Regions from separate parts of the Danio rerio genome. Here regions 1 and 3 are each linked to region 2. Evidence: chromatin contacts called from public HiCAR-type data. All regions are on one chromosome and are shown on one strand. The core of a region is the stretch at or near the end of the contact, and the rest is flanking DNA. Distances in the headings are between cores, read along the strand shown. Region 1 has its middle 20 kb from the start of nfixa. Region 2 overlaps nfixa (nuclear factor I/Xa). Region 3 overlaps nfixa (nuclear factor I/Xa).

Region 1 (3,863 bases), core at 1,165-3,664, 180 kb before region 2:
AACCATAATAAAATACAATTAATGCACCATTTAATAAATAATATAAATAGTTCTCCTATAATGACTGATTTTACATCACTCTGAGGGTTGAGTTCATGGTTTGGGTAGGGGTAGATGTTAATAAAAAAAAATTAATGGTTAATTTAATCAATAATATGAATAATACTAAGTATAATTACTGTTTTTACATTACTTTGATGTTTGGGTTTAGGGTTAGAGTAGGGAAAAACATTAATAAAATACAATTTAATGGGTAATTTAATAAATAATATAAATAATGCTTGTTATGATTACTGATTTTACATTACTGTGAGGTTTGGGTAGGATAGATGTTAATAAGATTTAATAGATATTATGAATAATAAATAATCCTAATAATTCTTATTAATATTTTACATTACTGTGATGTTTGGGTTTAGGGTTGGGTAGGGGTGGACATTAATAAAATCGGATGGGTAATTTAATAAATAATATAAATAATAGTCTGTATAATTATTGTTTTACATTACTGTGATGTTTGGGATAAAGGTTGGAGTAGTGGAAGGTGTTAATAAAATACAATTCATGCATAATTTATTAATTAATATAAATAATTCTTGTTATAATGACTATTTTTATATTACTGTGATGGTTGGGTAGGGGCAGACATAAATCAAATACAATTTAACTTATAATTTAATAACATGAATAATACTCTGTATAAATACTGTTTTACATTAGCAGTAGTGTTTGATAAACCATAATAAAATACAATTCATGCACAGTTTAAATAATGAATAATATTGAGTATTATTACTGTTTTTACATTACTTTGATGTTTAGGGTTGGAGTAGGGGAAGACATTAAAAAATACAATTAATGCATAATTTAATGATATAATAATATAAATAGTTCTCATTATAATTAATGCTTTAACATTACTGTGAATATTAGGTTTAGTGTTGGGTGGGGGTAGACGTTAATCAAATAACATTTAATGGGTAATTAAATCAATAATATGAATAATACTAAGTATAATTACTGTTTTTACATTACTTTGATGTTTGGGTTTAGGGTTAGAGTAGGGAAAAACATTAATAAAATACAATTTAATGGGTAATTTAATAAATAATATAAATAATGCTTGTTATGATTACTGATTTTACATTACTGTGAGGTTTGGGTAGGATAGATGTTAATAAGATTTAATAGATATTATGAATAATAAATAATCCAAATAATTCTTATTAATATTTTACATTACTGTGATGTTTGGGTTTAGGGTTGGATAGGGGTGGACATTAATAAAATCGGATGGGTAATTTAATAAATAATATGAATAATAGTCTGTATAATTATTGTTTTACATTACTTTGATGTTTGGGATAAGGTTTGGAGTAGTGGAAGGTGTTAATAAAATACAATTCATGCATAATTTATTAATTAATATAAATAATTCTTGTTATAATGACTACTTTTATATTACTGTGATGGTTGGGTAGGGGCAGACATAAATCAAATACAATTTAACTTATAATTTAATAACATGAATAATACTCTGTATAAATACTGTTTTACATTAGCAGTAGTGTTTGATAAACCATAATAAAATACAATTCATGCACAGTTTAAATAATGAATAATATTGAGTATTATTACTGTTTTTACATTACTTTGATGTTTAGGGTTGGAGTAGGGGAAGACATTAAAAAATACAATTAATGCATAATTTAATGATATAATAATATAAATAGTACTCATTATAATTAATGCTTTAACATTACTGTGAAGATTAGGTTTAGTGTTGGGTGGGGGTAGACGTTAATCAAATAACATTTAATGGGTAATTAAATCAATAATATGAATAATAATTACTGTTTTGCATTATTTTGATGGCTAGGTTTAGGGTTTTGTTATGGGTAGACCAAATACAATGAGTAATTTCATAAAAAATATAAATAATTATTGTTAACTTCCGGCCGCAGCTGTATCCCTTCTAGCTATAGCCGTTTGATCGCCTATGTGAAAGCAACTCCATTACCACTGTGTTGGCTAAATTTGGTGTGAATTTACATTTATGTTCTTGGCAGACACTTTCTTACCAAAACTATGCCGAAGGAAGTGCATTTGTTGTGGTGGGATGATAGCTGGGGGAGCAATTTGAACCGTAAGACAAAACCACAGCATGCTAACAGGAATGTAACTTCGACACGACTGTAGCGAAGCACAGGAAATAAATGAAGTGTGATGGTTTGTTGGTAGGATTAAACTTTATATATATGTGTGTGTGTGTGTGTGTGTGTGTGTGTGTGTGTGTGTGTGTCTCTGTCTCTCTCTTTCTGGTTGCCTGTGGTTGTAGCTTTCCATATAGCCTGAAGTAATATGGGCCTGGTGCCCGATCTCAGCTCTCTGAGTTTGTGTGTGTGTGTGTGTCCGTCGAGGCAGATTAGACCAGGAACTGCTGCCACAAAAGCGCCCTGTCTAGTGCTCTTTAATTCCTCTAAATTAGCACCTCGCGCCAGGCACTTTACACACACACACACACACACACACACACATACACACATACACAGAAGCAGTGCCATACTTTTAACTGCCTTGATAATCACAGCGTCAACTAATAGTCTTGCTCTCACACTTTTCTTGCCTCTCACACTTTTTTTCACTAACTCTTGGCGTCAGAGGAGAGTTTTTTCGTCCTGTGAGATGCGGCTCCCTCAGTTAGCCGCTAATGTGAAGCTGATAGCGCCGTACGCTCTAATGCCCTTTAATTCACTTACCAGTGCTGAACTAACACAATACCTTTGTAGCCACAATGAGCCAAAGTCTCAAATCCTTTTAACCCATACATTGTGTTGTGTGTCGATAAAATGCAATCTGGCCCGCAGCTGAAACGCGTCCTGCTGCAGGTGGATTGGGAAGCAGTGCAGAGGCTGGTTTGGCGAATCTGTTTGTTTACATTAATACTTTAAGACCATAGATGGGGTTACTTTATTCTATCCATCCCTCCATCCATCCCTCCATCTATCCATCCATCCATCCATCTATCTATCTATCTATCTATCTATCTATCTATCTATCTATCTATCTATCTATCTATCTATCTATCTATCTATCTATCTATCTATCTATCTATCTATCTATCTATCTATCTATCTATCTATCTATCTATCTATCTTTTGTTCTATTTCTTGTTCTATCTATCTGTCTGTTTCTGTCGATCCATCCATCCATCCATCCATCCATCATTAAAACAGACAATGGCCATTTTAACAATGCCAAACAGAGAAAATTTTTAATAATTTATAAATAATCATATTAAATAAATAAATAAATAAATAAATAGATGAAAGAATTAGGAAAAATAATCATAATATTAATGAATTAGTAAATAATCTAAATAGAATATAAATTTATATACTAATAATTATGAATTTGAATTGAATTACAAAAATAAACAGAAAATTAGTAAATTAAATAAAATAAATAAATAAATTCTGTTATACTCAGTCGCCATGAATATTTAATTATACAGGATTTCAGGAGGTCGGGTTCTCAGCAATATTTTCCACATTATACACTCCGCCTGGAAACAAGTCTGACTGGATAAAAAAACAAAAAGAACCAACAACGATGTTTACTATATGTCCTACTAATTTCCTTTTATGTTCTGCTGACAGAGTATTGTAAACTTTTAAAGGTGTTCGTGAATGAATGATGCATGGTTGTTGTTTTTATTTTGAGGACGATTACACACCCCTAAACATGAAGTGGCACAAAATGAAAGGTGATTGGTTGGCTAACCTGTCGGTCAAATAGCATAGTGGGCGGTCCTTGACTATTCAAAGTGGTCAAAGTTCCCAGACCTTCAGCCGCTAGTCTGA
Region 2 (4,021 bases), core at 849-3,348:
GAAATCTATCAAAGTATGATCTTATAAGCTGATTTTAAAATGGTAGCATTTCAAAATATTACCCTTTTGGCTGGATTTGCAAGCTCTAAATTTGGTTGGCAGAAAGTAATTCCTTTAAAAACATTAAATAAAAATGTTCGCCTTCAGATTTTTGCAGGGCTGTACCTTAAATGATGCTGGAAAAATCAGCTTTGCATCACAAAAATAAATTGCACATTTAAGACATATTCAAATCAGAAACAGAATTATGAATTGTAATAATATTTTTATTTAATATTACATTATTCTGTTTTTACTATATAATTAATCATATAAATGCAGCCTTGTTAAGCCTAAAAATCTGACCAGAACTAAAAAAAAAAAAAGACTTTTGCTGCTTGTTTAAACTTATTCATTATTTAAAATTCTTGGATTTTTTAATTTTTTAATTTTTTTTTATTTATTTTTTTTTTGGGGGGGGGGGGGTCTTGTTTGACATGATAGTTTTATGTTTAATCCACTTAAATTTGTAAAAACTAATGAGTTAACAATATTTTCAGGTTGCCTTAACACAAATCGATTATGTGGATCCCAGCAGATGGGATTCAACTTGATTGTCTATACATATGTACAAGTACAAAACAACGAATGCAGTTTAGGTCTAACCAGCAGTGCAATAGCAGCAAGTGCAGGGTAAAGATATAAGTTATAAAGTGCAGTTATAGAAAAACTATGGTGATATTTACAGATGGGTGTACTATCTACATTATGAACAGAGATTTAATAAATTATTCTATGTAGAGGTTGCTATTCATGACCAGAAGTGTGCAGATAGATAAACATAATAACAAATGTATGTACAGTGGGTGTGTACATAATTACAAATGTTCATGTACAGTGGGGGTATGTACAGTTCAAAAATGTATAAAATTTTAAATGTATAAAATTTTAAAATAGTCTCATAAAAACATGGGACCATTTCATAATATTCTAAATATTCCTCTTTTGGCTGGATTTGTAAGCAATAATTTTATTTACTTTATTATTAAATACATAAATTCAGTGGTGTTAAGCCTAAAACTCTTACTAAAAAAACTTTTACTCCTTGTTTGAACTACTTGAGGGTTTTTGGGGGCAACTTTCTTTGCATCGCAGGAATAAATTACTTTTTTATTTATTTATTTATTTTTTTTTACATATATTTAAATTAGAAACATAAATTGTGATAATTTTTCATATTTTTTTTGTTTTTACTACATTATTAATCACATTAACGCAGTCTTGTTAAACCTAAAACTGTACCAAAACAAACAAAAATAGACTTCTGCTGCTTTTTCAGACTACGTATTTAAAATAAGCTAAAACACAATTCCTAATTTTTTTTTGTTTGATTTTTGAGACAACTTGATTGTTTTAAGTTTTATCCACTTAAAATGGTCAAAACAATTAAGCTAACTTACTCGATTTGTTTTGGGACAGGATGAAGGAATTGTGTGGAATCCAGCATTATTTTACAGACTTGTGAAGTGTATAGTAAAGTCAGTAAAGGGATACAGCTGCAGATAGTCACGTAAATAATAAAGCATCATTTTAGTGACACTGTATTGCAACAATAATTCATATTTTGATATTACTTTGAGGGTTGGGGCAGACATTAATAAACACAATTTAATGGGTAATTTAATAAATAATATAAATAATTCTTGTTACCTTTTGGCTACAGCAGTATCCCTTCTAGCAACAACCGAAGAGTATGGAATTCTTTAATATGTACACTTAGAACTTGGTGTTTGTTCAGATCCAAACACTTTGAAATACTCGTAACAACCCCGAAAGCTTCACTAAACCTATGCAAAACTATGCATTTCATGTGCAAATGTAAAAGTTTATTATGTAAATTGTTCAAAGTTCAACATAATAATGTGTGTGTGTGTGTGTGTGTGTGTGTGTGTGTGTGTGTGTGTGTGTGTGTGTGTGTGTGTGTGTGTGTGTGTGTGTGTGTGTGTGTGTGTGTGTGTGTGTGTGTGTGTGTGTGTGTGTGTGATACCTGGTATCCTGTGCAGCCCTTCACACACTGAACTATTGTGCAGTCTATTTAACAGTCACATCCTGTCTGGGTCACCGGGTTTTCTGAGGACACACACACACACACAACACACACACACACACACATGGATGCACATCCTGCTGTATCTTGCCAGATTTAGTGTTAGATAGTACATCTGAAGAGCGTTATCAGTGTTTTTTCATTGTTTGCATTGCTTAAGAGTGTGTTTATGAGATCATTTATTGGCTTTTGTGCTCGTACGCTGTGGTGGAAAGACAAGCGCAGCGATCAGACCGCAAGTGTCAACAAACTTGTGTTTATTTGTATTGACACTGAAGGGTGATGTTTGTTGATGTGAAATTGCACACCTGTGACTGGCCTGAAATGGCCCAAATCACATCACCTGCTGTCTGGAAAGCTCTGGGGCTTTTTCGCTGCGCTGTTGACATGCCTGAGTTCATCACTGCGCTGAGGAGACCCCTGCTGGACACACACGCGATATTAGCACAGCCCTAAACGGTCTCCTGTTGGAGAGTACAAATAGAAGGGCTTTTTATTGATTTTAAATAAATAAATAATAAATACATTTTTGTATACAGATGAAGACAAATTATTAGTGATTTTTTTTCTTTTTCAAATATTTCCCAAATGATGTTTAACAGAGTGAGGGATTTCTCACAGTATTTCCTATAATATGTTTTTATTCTTGAGAAAGTCTTGTTTGTTTTATTTTGGCTAGAATATACAGTAGTTTTTATTTTTTTAAAGACCATTTTGGGGTCAATATCATTACCCTAACTTGCCTAATTAACCTAGTTAAGCTTTTAACGGTCACTGAAAACTATCTTGAATAATACCTTGTTAATATCAAGTTTTTAAAAGTTCAAATCAAAATTAAGGACATTTTTAATGTTTATAATGAGTAAATAAATACATTTCTTATAAAATCAAAAACATATTAATGCATTTTTAACCCCAATTTTAATTTGAAACATTGTCATACAAATTGAGGTTTAAACCTAAAAAAATACAACTAGAATAATATATTAACTGAAAATAAGTTAATGAACATATATTTTTTTATTAAGTATTATTATTTTTGTATAAAATTGTATTAAATATTTTTTAACAAATAATAATAATATTATTAAATAATACAGCAATAACATATTTGTCCTATCTATATACTAATTTTAATGTCCATCAATTCAACAAAAGTGTCATTTTTTTCCAATATCAATGCATTATTAATTCTACGATAACAACATTATACTGATTTATGCATTTTTATACAAGTTTGAGGTTGGTTTGGTTTGGTGAGCTCTAAGTTATTGAGCCTGCACACTTCTCTATAATGTATTTATTTTATTTAATCTATTTTTCTGATTCTTTCCTGTTGTAATTTTATTATGTTGTATCCGACATTCTGTGTATTGTTTATAGGTAGTATAGGTATTTTGGTAGTGATGTCCTGATCAGGTTTTTTTTTGCCTCCGAGTCATTTTATTTTGAGTATCTACTAATACCGAAACACGATCCGATTCTTCTATAATACATAAAAAAATAGCTAAAGAAGAGCGAAAAAACAGATCCAGAATGTTCCTTATTTTTTATTTAGTTCACCTTATTTTAACATTCAACATCTCTACAAACTAATCTAATATAAAAACAAAGCACCTCAACTTAAAATACCCGGCAGGCAATCCCAAGTTTACTAATCTCACAGTTTGCTATGGCAATGCTGTATATAATACCTCCAGACTGCAGACATACTCGCACTTTTCGCTTCAAGCTGCTTCCGTGTTCTACTTTGTCACAGAAATTGTTGCGATAAGTGAAATTATTGTCATTTTGAGATCATTTAATGCCACTGATTATATAATGATTATATAATAATGCAAACAGCCATAAACACTTTAAAATACCTATCATTCTTAAGGTTATTTAGATTCTATAATTTGGTGTTAAAAAGCTAAATGTCCAATTATTTATACT
Region 3 (3,886 bases), core at 923-3,422, 140 kb before region 2:
GCCATACGTACTTTTGGCTACATATTTTGCGCTCTCCAGAAATGTATATAGGGCTACGTTTTTTAGTATGAGCCTGTGTTTTGCCTTTTCAATTTTGCACACTAAAAAAACTAACTTTTTTTTTCGAAAGAGCTGTAAAAAATGCAGTGTCCCACACAATTAATTAATGCTGTCCCAACATAAACCGATTAAGTTAACAAATTTAAATGGATTGAACATAAAACAATTAAGTTGTACCCAAAAAAATCTCAAGAATTGTGTTATTTTGGCTCATTTTAAATAAGTACAAGCATCAAAAATACATTTTTCGAGAGAATACGCGCACACATGCATCATAAATCTGCCTGTTTATACTCTCGTATGCTGCGTTTATACGTTCGTATGGTAAGACGGTGGTTAGCGTTGAGAAGAATGCCGAGTTTATGTGGAGGAGCAGCTGCAGGAATTATCTACATAAAATATCATTATTTAAGAGCAAGCCACAAGGGAAGGGTAAAAAGCAAAGTGTGTGTGTTTGTGTTGGGATAAAACCACACACACCGACTATATCGCTTGCATATGGTTCTCTCATGTGAGTTTTAATGGAAACTGCAACCGCAAGCCGACCGTGGGTCTGCTTAACAAAGAACTGGGTGTGTGTGCGTGTGCGTGCATGTATGTATTTGTATGTGTGTGAAAGTATGCGTGCGCTGAAAGCAGGACTGCTTTTCATGCTATGTTGTAGAGTAATGGCTGGGAGATCTGTGTGTGTGTGAAACACGAAGACTGTGGTTTTGGATTTGTGCCCTTCTGTGTGGTAATGCCAACCTCTGTGCCCTTTCTCTGACCTTGCTCTTTACCAGGAATGTCAGTGTTTTTGTTGATTTTCTTGTTGTGTCGGCTGCTTTGCATATTCATTATTCCAATTAACGTGCAACTCATAAAGGTTCTTTATTGGCATCGACGGTTTCATGAACTTTCCAATTCCCATTCCTTGAAATTTAATTCCCATTCCTCAAAACAAATGGTTCATCTTTTTAAGTTTTTATTTTATTTTATAGTGATTCTTTATTTCTTTTTTGGCATTAAAGCCACAGAATAACCATTTTTGGTTAGAGTAGAGTTAAAAAAACAGAAGTTATGTTAAATTAAAATGACAATCTCTGTTAAAGGCATTCCCCTCAAATTCTACATCCTTCTCCATCATCCGTCTCAGATGGGATGGAGGGCCAAATCAAAGCTTACCGTGGGTCAGCTTTGGCCAGCGGGCCCTAGTTTGGGCATCTCTGCTTAAAGGCAACAGGATTACTTGCATATGTTAGGTAAAGTCAACTAATCAGTGGCCAGCATAGTGGGTAGCACAATCGCCTCACAGCAAGAAGGTCACTGGATTGAGCCCCGGCTGGGTCAGGTGGCGTTTCTGTGTGGAGTGTGCATGTTCTCCCCATGTTGGCGTGGGTTTCCTCCGGATGCTCCTGTCTCCCCCGTAAGTTCAAAGATATGTGGTATAGTTGAATTGAATAAGCTAAATTGTCTGTATGTGTGTGAGTGAGGGTGTATGGATGTTTCCCAATGGTGGGTTGCATCTGCTGCGTAAAACATATGCTGGATAAGTTGGCGGTTCATTCCGTTGTGGCGACCCCTGATTAATAAAAGGACTAAGCCAAAAAGAAAATCAATGAATGAACTAATCGGTTTAAAAGCAGTAGGTTTACTCAATTATTTTAAGTAATTTCTACTAATCATTTTTTTTTACAGTGAAGGAACCACAGATGCCAGCAAAGAACCTTTATTTTTACGAGTATACGACAAGAAATAGGTTGTAGTGCTCATTTCATCTCAATCAGTATTTTTTTTCTTAATCTATAAACTGTTAATTATGACCATGGTCAAATCCGCCTTCTTGACCTGTGGTTGTCATTTCTAAAACAATCCCCAGCTCTAAATTCCAAGGTCTGCTTTCACAGATGTTGATTAAGCTTTGTGCTGGATTAAGCCTGTAGTCCTGGATTAAAATGGGCCGTAATTTGTAAGTCCCCTTTGTGGTGTTGGCTTAAGCGGCCCATGAGAATGGCGTCCTAATAAAAGAGCAGGCTAATCTGCCTCTTAAAGTTTGACAGCAGAGGCACAGCAGAGTTTCACGGCTGGAGAAGGTGCAAGATAAGCATAGTTGAGCGTGCCGCTAGGCAGCCTGGGCGCTGTGGTTTGCCACAAAACAGATGTGGATTTAGGAGACCACCCTGCAATAGTGTAATGCAGGATCGGGGCCTATAGATGAGTCATAGAAAAAGAAAGAGGAGGGAGAAACGGGTTCCTTACCTTACATTAACTCGCTGAAGTAAAGCCTGCAGCATTAGTATTGCGTGTTACTGTAAATGCAGGCCGCTGACGACAAGAATGCAGTCTTTCCTGCTGCCATTGATCGCGCTTTGCATAATTGCTTGGAATTTTAAAATGTGTTTTATTCTAGGTTTGTGTTTTTGCAATGCATTAATAAGATAATATAGTAGTTAAAGCGTTTTATTCTAATGGCCAGTGCAGTTTGAAGCCAGAATTATAAACCCTCCTGTAAAATGTCAATGATTTTATATTCATTTCCCCTTTTTTGTTTAATGGAAAGATTTTTCCAAGACATTTCTAAACATTATGTTCCTAATAACTGATTTGTTTTATGTTTGCCATGATGACAGCACATAATATTTGACGAGATCTTTTTCAAGATACTATTGTACAGCTTAAAGTGACATTTAAAGGCTTAACTAGGTTAAAGCTAGTGTACTAAGGCAAGTCAATGTATTACAATGGTAAGCTCTGTAGCCAATAAAAAAAATATTGCTTAATATTGACCTTAAAATGTTTTTAAAAAGAAAAAACTGTTTATTTTAGCCAACCTAGCCGATAATATTTTCTCTTGAAGAAAGAAATAGGAAACACTTTCATAATTTAAATTAAATATCACCTTCAGTAAGAATAAATATTGCACAGGAGGGCTAATAATTTCGCCCTTTTTATGACAACAAAAAACAATATATATGGCATATAGGGCTGGTGATTTATCGAAAAGTACTTCGACTTTCAGAACCTATAATCGATCTAATTTTTCCAGGACGATTACTTTCCCTATTGCATGTGGAGTCAAGGCTGAGGCGGATTTATATTTCTGCAGCCACATCTGATCTCCTGCCAAGTAGGGTGCTGGACCTATTCTTGAGCCTTACTTTGCACGACATTGATCGTGATTGGAAGATGCCTCAAGACGGCATATTTTCCATTGCACCAAAATTATTTACATTAAAATATTTGTTTACAGAAGATGCAAGAAATGCAGAGTTTAAAATATTATTTACAGAATATACAAGAGTTGTTTTATTCAGAAGACATACTGCTTATTTTATATTTTTATATGAAAAACACTGAAAGTAATTGATTTTGTGTCCAAAAGTGCAAGTTATTTATTACGTTTTAATGAGAAAAAGGTGACTGTTCATTTTAGGCAATGTGTGTTTTGATTTCAGTTGTTTAACATTAATGTTTAATAAATAATCATAGACCGCAGATAGTGAGTGTGCTTCCTTCAAATATTTCAAAATCAAGCAATGCACCCTTCATTCAGAAATCTCCCACCTGTAATATGTGTGACATATTTCTGTACAAAACTTGTCAGTGAATTATGAGGGCATATAAGATAAAATAAGGCAAGGCAAGTTTATTAATATAGCACATTTCATACACAGTGTCAATTCAAAGTGCTTTACATAAACAAAGAAAAAAAAAAGAAAAAAAAGACAAGTATACGAACATAAAAACCAATTAATAAAAAACAGAAAAAAACAGATTAAAATGTGTTAAAAGAGGTTTTAAAAGAATGAAAAAAAAGAAAGACAATATATAAATAAATAAATAAATC

What was found. HiCAR-type assays count read pairs that join an accessible place to other places.
Region 1: a HiCAR-type map of caudal fin shows a contact between it and region 2, with 10 times the contacts expected there. The contact joins two enhancer-like sites. A contact is called at or near these places in 4 of 18 Hi-C or Micro-C datasets (caudal fin, embryo, hematopoietic stem cells and 1 more) and 1 of 4 datasets of contacts at active chromatin or transcription factors (caudal fin).
Region 3: a HiCAR-type map of caudal fin shows a contact between it and region 2, with 8 times the contacts expected there. The contact joins two enhancer-like sites. A contact is called at or near these places in 1 of 18 Hi-C or Micro-C datasets (caudal fin) and 1 of 4 datasets of contacts at active chromatin or transcription factors (caudal fin).

What each region holds. Positions count from the first base shown.
Region 1 is chr1:55,177,382-55,181,244 of GRCz12tu, forward strand. It overlaps a transcript of nfixa not described here. Among named protein-coding and RNA genes, the nearest start is that of nfixa, 20 kb to the right of the region's middle. Within about 2 kb of position 2,415, at least 9 of the 62 cell types and tissues checked have an H3K27ac peak or open chromatin away from gene starts, as enhancers often do. A contact at or near this core is called in caudal fin, where this site is marked.
Region 2 is chr1:55,357,038-55,361,058 of GRCz12tu, forward strand. All of the region lies in intron 3 of nfixa (nuclear factor I/Xa), which reads left to right. Among named protein-coding and RNA genes, the nearest start is that of rad23aa, 93 kb to the right of the region's middle. Within about 2 kb of position 2,099, at least 21 of the 62 cell types and tissues checked have an H3K27ac peak or open chromatin away from gene starts, as enhancers often do. A contact at or near this core is called in caudal fin, where this site is marked.
Region 3 is chr1:55,221,334-55,225,219 of GRCz12tu, forward strand. All of the region lies in intron 2 of nfixa (nuclear factor I/Xa), which reads left to right. Among named protein-coding and RNA genes, the nearest start is that of nfixa, 24 kb to the left of the region's middle. Within about 2 kb of position 2,173, at least 14 of the 62 cell types and tissues checked have an H3K27ac peak or open chromatin away from gene starts, as enhancers often do. A contact at or near this core is called in caudal fin, where this site is marked.